2 separate regions of the Mus musculus genome follow, and region 2 is linked to region 1. Evidence: chromatin contacts called from public Hi-C data. All regions are on one chromosome and are shown on one strand. Each heading gives the region's core, a stretch centred on a gene start, on an enhancer-like site or on the middle of the called end of the contact. The rest is flanking DNA. Distances are from core to core; before and after follow the strand shown.

Region 1 (3,558 bases), core at 759-3,258:
TTGAAACGAAAGGATAGATTGAACTCAGGAGTTTGAGGTCAATCTGGTAATGGAGGGAGATGGTGTCTCAAAATAAAAAACTAGAACAAGAAAAAATATTTTTAAAAAATGCTTAGAAAAAAAATACACCTTTAGTAAAATGTATCAGAATGAACAAAATTCTTGTGGTAAATCTCCAACCCAAATATGCCCGGGCAATGAAAACACAACTCAGTTATTATGAATACATGCTGAGCACCTAGACTGGCAGACCTAACGCTACTCTACCATCTTCCACATCTATGAGACCCCATAGAACTTGAGGTTTCTCCAGTCCATGTGCTTCTGCTCTGCTTTTCTTCCTCCTCCTCCGCTGCATGCTCTCCCTCTTCCATTTTTTCCTTCTTCTCCCTGACCTCCCACCTTCTGCTCCACCTTCCTTTTATCTGTCCAATCATCAGCTCTCCTTTATTTTACAAATTGAAGTGGGAAGCAGATTTACAGGAAATCATCTGAGTGCTGATTCATTCCTTGTTCGAAGCCCCTCTTATACTAATATAAGTAGTCCCAGGGTTATCTACAACACAAATCACATTTATAAGTATACCAAATATTTGAGTGCTTAGCCTATTGCTTGGAGGAGAGAAAGAAACAGAGAGAGAGTTAAGGCTTTGACTGACTTTTTCCCATGGATATTAAGATATGAAATACTGCCTTAGAAGTAGTTTTCTTTGGACGGTGCATCAAATTCATTCTATAATTCAGAGACTGAAGTCTTTGCAAGAATGAATAGTACAGTTTGGGCACACATCCCCTTTTTTGCAGTATGATTGTACCCATAACTTAACAGTAATGTTGCTTCAAACTCACAACTCATAGTAGGATATTATTTAACTTACATTTTTTCCTAATTGGAAAATAACTTAAAATACTTAAGTGGAAGATAATCAAGTCATCAAAAATCCAATCCAGAATCCAACCAATTACCAAATAGTTTTCCATTCCTATAACTCCATGATACAATCCTGGGTTTGAACAGTTTGGCTCAGGTATAGATGCATATTCTGATAGCCACACATTAACATATAGTCTTTTAGCTTTCAATTGCTGACTTCTTCACGTTTAATAAACGTTGACATTTGCCAATTGCAAAGAATACAGATTTAAAAGACTAACTTAAGTTTTAAAATATCTGGTAGGAAAAAAGAGTTCATTTTCATTAGAGATGTTTTCTTATTTAGATTTGTAGAAGGTCAAAGTCATCTAAGAGAGAGCTGAGGGTAAGTACTTGAGAATAAAGCAAGGCTTTTTTACACTTTCAAATACAATAGCAAACTGAAGAACAAAGCATCTTTAAATAGATACTCTTGGAAAGCTGGTTTAAGAGAAAATAGAGTAGCAGGTGTTGCATTTGAATGACTGCCTGTGCAGTTCATTTAAATAAGTGAAAGATCCCATTTGAGGCACTGCGTTTGAAGTAGGATTTTTATCAAATTGTTTATTCATGAATTTCTATGATTTTTGGCGCATGGCTAAAACCAATATTAGGGAAAAGACTATAATAACATGAGTTTCCTGTATAACATCTCTTGGTATGGTATTTAAAAATCACTTTTTTTCTGGGGCACAAACCTGTGTCTGGCTTGCTGGGAGGCCAAAGTGAACCTTCATCTCCTCTTGTTCCCCTCATCATTCAAGTGATTCCAATTATGTTCACTTTCTATCTTTAGGTGGGACTTGGTGTTTACTATAATATAGATCATTCTAATTGGAATCAGGACCCAGGTTCAGTTTTCTGTGTACACACTTTTAATGACTCTGCAAACCCAGTCACTGGTTGGAGTTCTTAACTTCATTTTCCAAGTTGTGGTGCAGCTTGTTAAGACAGTCTTCTTGGACTGCATGTTCTTCTTGTCTTTATGAGGACTTACTAAGTGAATGAGCTGCGAAGTCCCACATTCCCATCCTGATGACTTTGCTGAGCACTCAGGCCTGGCTTGCTTTCTGTTTCCATGGTATCCGTATTTTCTCATCCTGAAAGCCTCCACTAGCCACGACACCAGAGGCCTGTGCAGCTGCCTTGTGACCCAGCTTGTAGACAGATCATTTCCTCTTCAGCTCAAGTTTGTAGCTAGTGGGAGCTGGATGGGCTAGCCAAAACTGAGAAAATGCCAAAGAAACTAGAATCAAGAAAGTGCATGTATAAGGCAATGTTAAAGCAAGTCCCCATTGAGAATGCAATCAGCCAAGGGAGAAGAAAAACCAGGAGCAGTGGAGAACTGGAGGAGGAGGTCCTTGTTTGGTCTGTCCTTCACAGTCTTACCAGGACAGCTAAAAGAGGTGCCATTAACAAGCTGGGATTGGCTGGGCAGTGGTGGCACATGCCTTTAATCCCAGCACTTGGGAGCCAGAGGCAGGTGGATTTCTGAGTTCGAGGCCAGCCTGGGCTACAGAGTGAGTTCCAGGATAGCCAGGCCTAGACAGACTCAGAGACAGCTAGCTCCCATTCCAATTACTGGGGGTCCCACACAACCAAGCTGTACATTTGCTACAAATGTGTAGGGGGCCTAGGTCTAGCCCCTGCATGCTCTTTGGTTGGTAGTTCAACCTCTATGAACCCCTATGAGGCCAGGTTAATTGATTCTGTAGTTCTTGTGGTGACCTTGACCCCTCTAGCTTCCCCAATCCTACCCAAACTCTTCTATAAGCCTCTCTGAGCTCTGCCTGATGTTTAGTTGTGGGTCTCTGCGTCTGTTTCCATCAGCTGCTGGATGAAGCCTCCTGCGAGACAGGTATACTAGGATCTTGTCTACAAGCATAACAGAGTATCACTAATTGTGTCAGGGGTTGGCTCTCTCTCATGGGATGGGTCTAGAATTGGGCCAACCATTGGTGGGCCATTCCTTCAAACTCTGCTCCATCTTTATCTTCGTGCTTCTTGTAGGCAGGACAAATATTATTGTTGTACTTTAAAAAGGCATACTCTCTCTCTCTCTCTCTCTCTCTCTCTCTCTCTCTCTCTCTCTCTCTCTCTCTCTCTTTGTGTGTGTGTGTAAAGGGAATTATTTTAGATCAAGAACTTGTAGCCTCTGCCTCAACTACTCAGCACTGCCTCAGTGTGAAAGCAATCACCAAAATGGATGAATGCCACTGAGTCCTAGTAAAACCGTTATATCTGAACTGTACCTTATGGACTGAGTAGGTGACTCAGGCACTTTGCCCTTCCCAGCCCTGAAATTATAAGTGCATATTGCTGCACTCAGATATTTCACGTGGACTCTGGATGTTGAACTCACAGCCTTACATTTGCAAGACAAGAACTTCATAAGCCACATATTTAGCTCATAAAATATAATATTTTAAAATTCATTTTATATTTATTATTATTTATTATTGTCATCATTGTTGTTGTTGTTGTGGTGGTGGTATGTGTATGTGTTCCTGCAGAGGCCAGAGGTGTCAAATTCTCTGGAGCTAGAGTTAAAATTATTTATAAGATGCCTGACACAGATGCAGGTCCTTTGTAATAGCAACAAGCACTATTTTTTTTTAATCTTTTTTTTTTATTAGGTATTTTCC
Region 2 (4,049 bases), core at 490-2,989, 150 kb after region 1:
TATGAGAAGGCTGGCTTGGTTTCCTCAGGCCAGAGTTTGCTATGTCATAAACACCAAAGAGGATCAAACCCATTCTTTGGTGGACACTGGGCACATTTTGCGTTCTGAGGTAATTTGTCAGAAAATTTAAACCTGTGCTTTCCCTCCGAGGAAAAAAGCCCTGCTTTTTTCGGGGGTGCGGGGGGCTCTGTTGCCACCAAAGGCCAGGTGAACTTTCCTGGTCTGGGATTGAACCCAGGCACATATCTGAGGGCTGTGCAGAACTGGCCCCATCCTTTTCCTGGACATCCATGGGAGAGCTAGCCCTGAAGGCATGGGAGTATGAGAGATGTTCCTGTTCCTCACAACTACACTAGGGAGAGTGGGCCTTGTTCCTCACCTGAGCTGCACAGTAGAGTTGACCCTAGTGATGGGGGTGCCAGCGAGCTGGCCCCAAGGGTATGAATGTAGGAGAGCTGGCACCAACGGTGTGAGTCAAGGAGAGCTGGACCAATAACTTTTCTGCCTTGAGGCAACATGGGCTAGAAAGAGATACTCTCCCCAACCCTAAGTCTTTGTCCCTTATGACTAGTGACTGGTGGGAGAGCTGGCCGTGGAGTCATGAGAAAAGAAGAGCAGAGTGGGCCCTGCTCCTCACCTGCTGCAGCACTTGGGAGAGCGGGCTCTGCACCTCATCAGGGCATCACAGAAGAGCTGGTGCCAGACATGGGGATTATAGGTGATCAGGCCCAAGGGGGTGAAGACAGGAGAGCTGGTCCTGCCTCTTGTCTTCTTGTGGTGCATGGATGAGGGAGAGATGTCCCTCACCACCTATGAGAGGTAGTTTCAGTGAACATTTGCAAGCAAAGTAGTATGGACAAAAGGGTATACTGTGGGACACACTGCGACACAGTAGAGCTTCTACAAGATGTCTTTTTCCTCTGTTGGCGGGGAAGGGTGCAAGGTTGGAGGGTGAGTATAAAGGGAGGGACAGATGAGTGGGATTGGGGTACATGATGTGAAATTCATAAAGAACCAGTAAAAAGTAAAAAAAAAAAAAAAAAAAAAAAACCAACCCTGAACACACACACACACACACACACACACACAGAGCAAGGCCTTGCTAGCACATGACCTTGCTACCTACTCAGCAAATTCAGCAAATTCCTTCTGCCATCACAACTTCTGAGTTACAGCTCAATATCAATTTTTAGGAAGACTTAGAAAAAAAAATCTTAGTTGAAAGACAGTGAGTTTAGATTTTTTTCAGGATATATAATAACTGCTACCTCCTATACAACAAATGGTTTCTGAAGAGTTGTCAGAGAAGCATTACTACTAAGGACTACTGTAAGTCATTCCTATGACTAGCAATGAACTGTGTCCACTCAAAGGCAAGCAAAACTGTGTCTAGCATAAACCTGAGCATACTGAAACCTATCTGAATCAGCACAAATGACGTCACAACTGTGGAGGGGAAAGCCTCAGACATAAAATAGGGTTTATTTCTAAAGAATAAGGAAACGTGCTTTGTTTATTCCCCACAATTACAGTGATTTGGTTTCAGCTCAAATAAGTACCACAAACAAATACTCTGGGAGTGGCCACTCCAGTCTGTCGCATTGGTTGCCAAACCCCGGGTTGGCTGATTCTTTCATAGAAAAAGCAGAACAAAAAATGTTCAGGCCTACTACACCCTCAAGCGTTCAAGTGTTGCTTTGGGATCCGGGGTTATTTATAGCAATCTGGTTCACAGAAGTACTTCCTGCCCTATTCAGCAAATGCTCACGTGGGCATCTTAGAGCCAAGGCACAGACACTGCTATTGTGCCACCCGAGATCAGCTCTCCAAGCCTGTAGCGGTTTTGATGTAGCCATTGGTCTTTGAGGTGACCCTTTTTACTTCTGAATAGCACATTTTTTAATGTGTACATTCTATCTATAGATTCTGTGATGAGGACAGATTCATCAGAGATGACTGATGTGGAATCTGTGATCACCAGCTTTGCGTCCTCAGCAAGGGCAGGCCGCCGCAATGCCTTACCCGACATCCAGAGTTCACTGGCTACAAGTGGATCCTCTGATCTTCCACTGAAACTGGAAGCGTTGGCCGTGAAGGAAGGTAAAACTCCTAATTCCTGGAAATAAAACCCTCGCTTTGTCTCTCTTTTTCAATCTTTTTCTCTGGAGCAGCCTTTTAACTAGTTATAGCCGATCGCTTTTCTTCTTGACCAAAAGCTCTCAGGTTCAAGTGCATTTCTATGCCTTTCTGAAACTAGGCAATTTCATGTCCTAAGGGTGAACATAAAAATTGGTGCTCTGTCTATTGGATGTGCATGATCACATGATAGGATTCTAGGTTCCACCTCCAGTACAGAATTAATTAGGTGGCCATGACTATTAATCCTTGCATTGGATCTGAGTACTGAGACTCATAATAGCTCATTACCTGTCTCAATCTGCCAGTTATAGTTTGAGAACCTAATACAGAAGCTAGTGCCCTCTGTATCTTCTAACATTACAAGAGGCAGTGGGAGGCGATCCCAGTCACAAGGTATCCTTTCTTACTTCTATCATTGCTATGTTGCCTACCATTCAATTTCATGACTGCTAAATGCAAAGAACTCCAGTGATGAGTAGGGCAGATGTAAACTCCTACTGTCACAGATTTTTATAGTACAACAAGAGTGCTAGATTTTTAATGAATAAATATATAGTCTAAGAATGCTATGCTTTATCAGAAAACTGGAATGGGTGCTTTGTAGAAAGTTCATCAGTGACTACAGTACAGTAGAAATCAGAGCACCCATCACTGAAATCAGAATAACTTGTAAGGCAGAGGCAGGAGGATTGCTATTAGATGGTTGCTACCCTGGAATACACAGTGTAACATATATTTTATTCTCCTGTATAATTGTCATCTGGGATGCTTACTGTCTCAGTCTGCTAACCTAGGCCTAGTCCTGGAAGTTTCTAGCCTCTGTACAATCTTATCTAGAATGTTTTCAGCCTCTGAGACTTACTGCTGAATAAGCTTACCCTTTCTAGTTCTTTTTGAGCTCTGGCTGGTTCAACTCAACTGTTCAGGCTCAAACTCCTCTCCTAGTCTGGCTTCTCTTGTTTTCTCCAGAATTGCTGTTTGGACTGAAACTAACTCTAGCAATCTTTTTTAGCCTTCTCCATCCTTCTCATTCTCTTGCTCATTCTGTCTTTACCTGTGTCCAGCTTGTTCTTTCTTCAATTTGTCTCTGTAAAACTATCCTGGTAAAATTAGCCTCCTTTTCCCTCTCTGTGCTGCTCTACTCTCCCTCTCAACTGTACTGTACAGCTCTCCAGGAACTCTACTGTATTCCTGCTCTGTACTCCCTTCCTCCTGTACTGTCCGTCTCTCCCTTAAGTTGCTTCCTTTTCCTTCCTCTTCTCCTGAGAGTTGGGCATATTCTATTCTGTCAAATCTTTCTCTGATTCATCACTTTGTCTGCTACTCAATTAGACATCACATTCAAATGTGGGTGCTTGCTTTCTTTATGAAGTAACTTTACCTTCATTGCTTAGAATTAAATGTGTGTACTAAGGGGCATACATGTACTTCAGCCAGGAGGATTAAATGGATAGCTTAGGAGTGAGTCATATTCTAACTAGAAACAGGCTCAAATATGCTATAATAAAAGTAGGTTCCAGGATAGCCTGTGCTAGCTACAGTATAAGATTTTCTCAAACAAAACCAGCACAATGACAACATCAGTTTATGTACCAAGGCAGAGGGAAAGTTCTTCTACCTAATTTCATTAGGTTGAGCTTTGGGAGGACAGTGCCCACTGAGAGAGAATTGGTTACCTCCAGAGAGGAATTCCCACTTAGTGTTCCCAATCCCTAGTGGTCAGCCCTGAACACATGCACACACTCACAAAAAGCCGAATAGATTCAGTAGGTTATACATACAAGTGTGCATACGTATATGATTATATGTAAATGTCTGTATGTGTGTATATACATGTGACACTAAGTCAAAAAAAGGTTATGAATTTGTGTGGGGAAGGAAGGAGCTTGGAGAAAGGAGTGACATATAGA

What was found. Hi-C and Micro-C count contacts between places; a contact is called where the count stands out from the background.
Region 2: a contact with region 1 is called in a Hi-C map of stem cell-derived neural stem cells, with 2.7 times the contacts expected there. The contact joins two enhancer-like sites. A contact is called at or near these places in 2 of 15 datasets of contacts at CTCF or cohesin (large pre-B cells and pro-B cells), 31 of 484 Hi-C or Micro-C datasets (B cells, the BV-2 cell line, CD4 T cells and 22 more), 6 of 115 datasets of contacts at active chromatin or transcription factors (bone marrow-derived dendritic cells, bone marrow-derived macrophages, large pre-B cells and 2 more) and 1 of 9 other capture datasets (liver).

Annotation. Positions count from the first base shown.
Region 1 is chr10:57,575,548-57,579,105 of GRCm38.p6, forward strand. No RefSeq gene overlaps it. Among named protein-coding and RNA genes, the nearest start is that of Serinc1, 45 kb to the left of the region's middle. Within about 2 kb of position 2,009, at least 3 of the 459 cell types and tissues checked have an H3K27ac peak or open chromatin away from gene starts, as enhancers often do. A contact at or near this core is called in neural progenitor cells and stem cell-derived neural stem cells, where this site is marked.
Region 2 is chr10:57,726,167-57,730,215 of GRCm38.p6, forward strand. Pkib (protein kinase inhibitor beta, cAMP dependent, testis specific) reads left to right here. Exons shown (of 5, transcript NM_001039051.2): 4 at 1,924-2,100. The coding sequence starts at 1,932. Among named protein-coding and RNA genes, the nearest start is that of Fabp7, 57 kb to the right of the region's middle. Within about 2 kb of position 1,740, at least 95 of the 459 cell types and tissues checked have an H3K27ac peak or open chromatin away from gene starts, as enhancers often do. A contact at or near this core is called in neural progenitor cells and stem cell-derived neural stem cells, where this site is marked.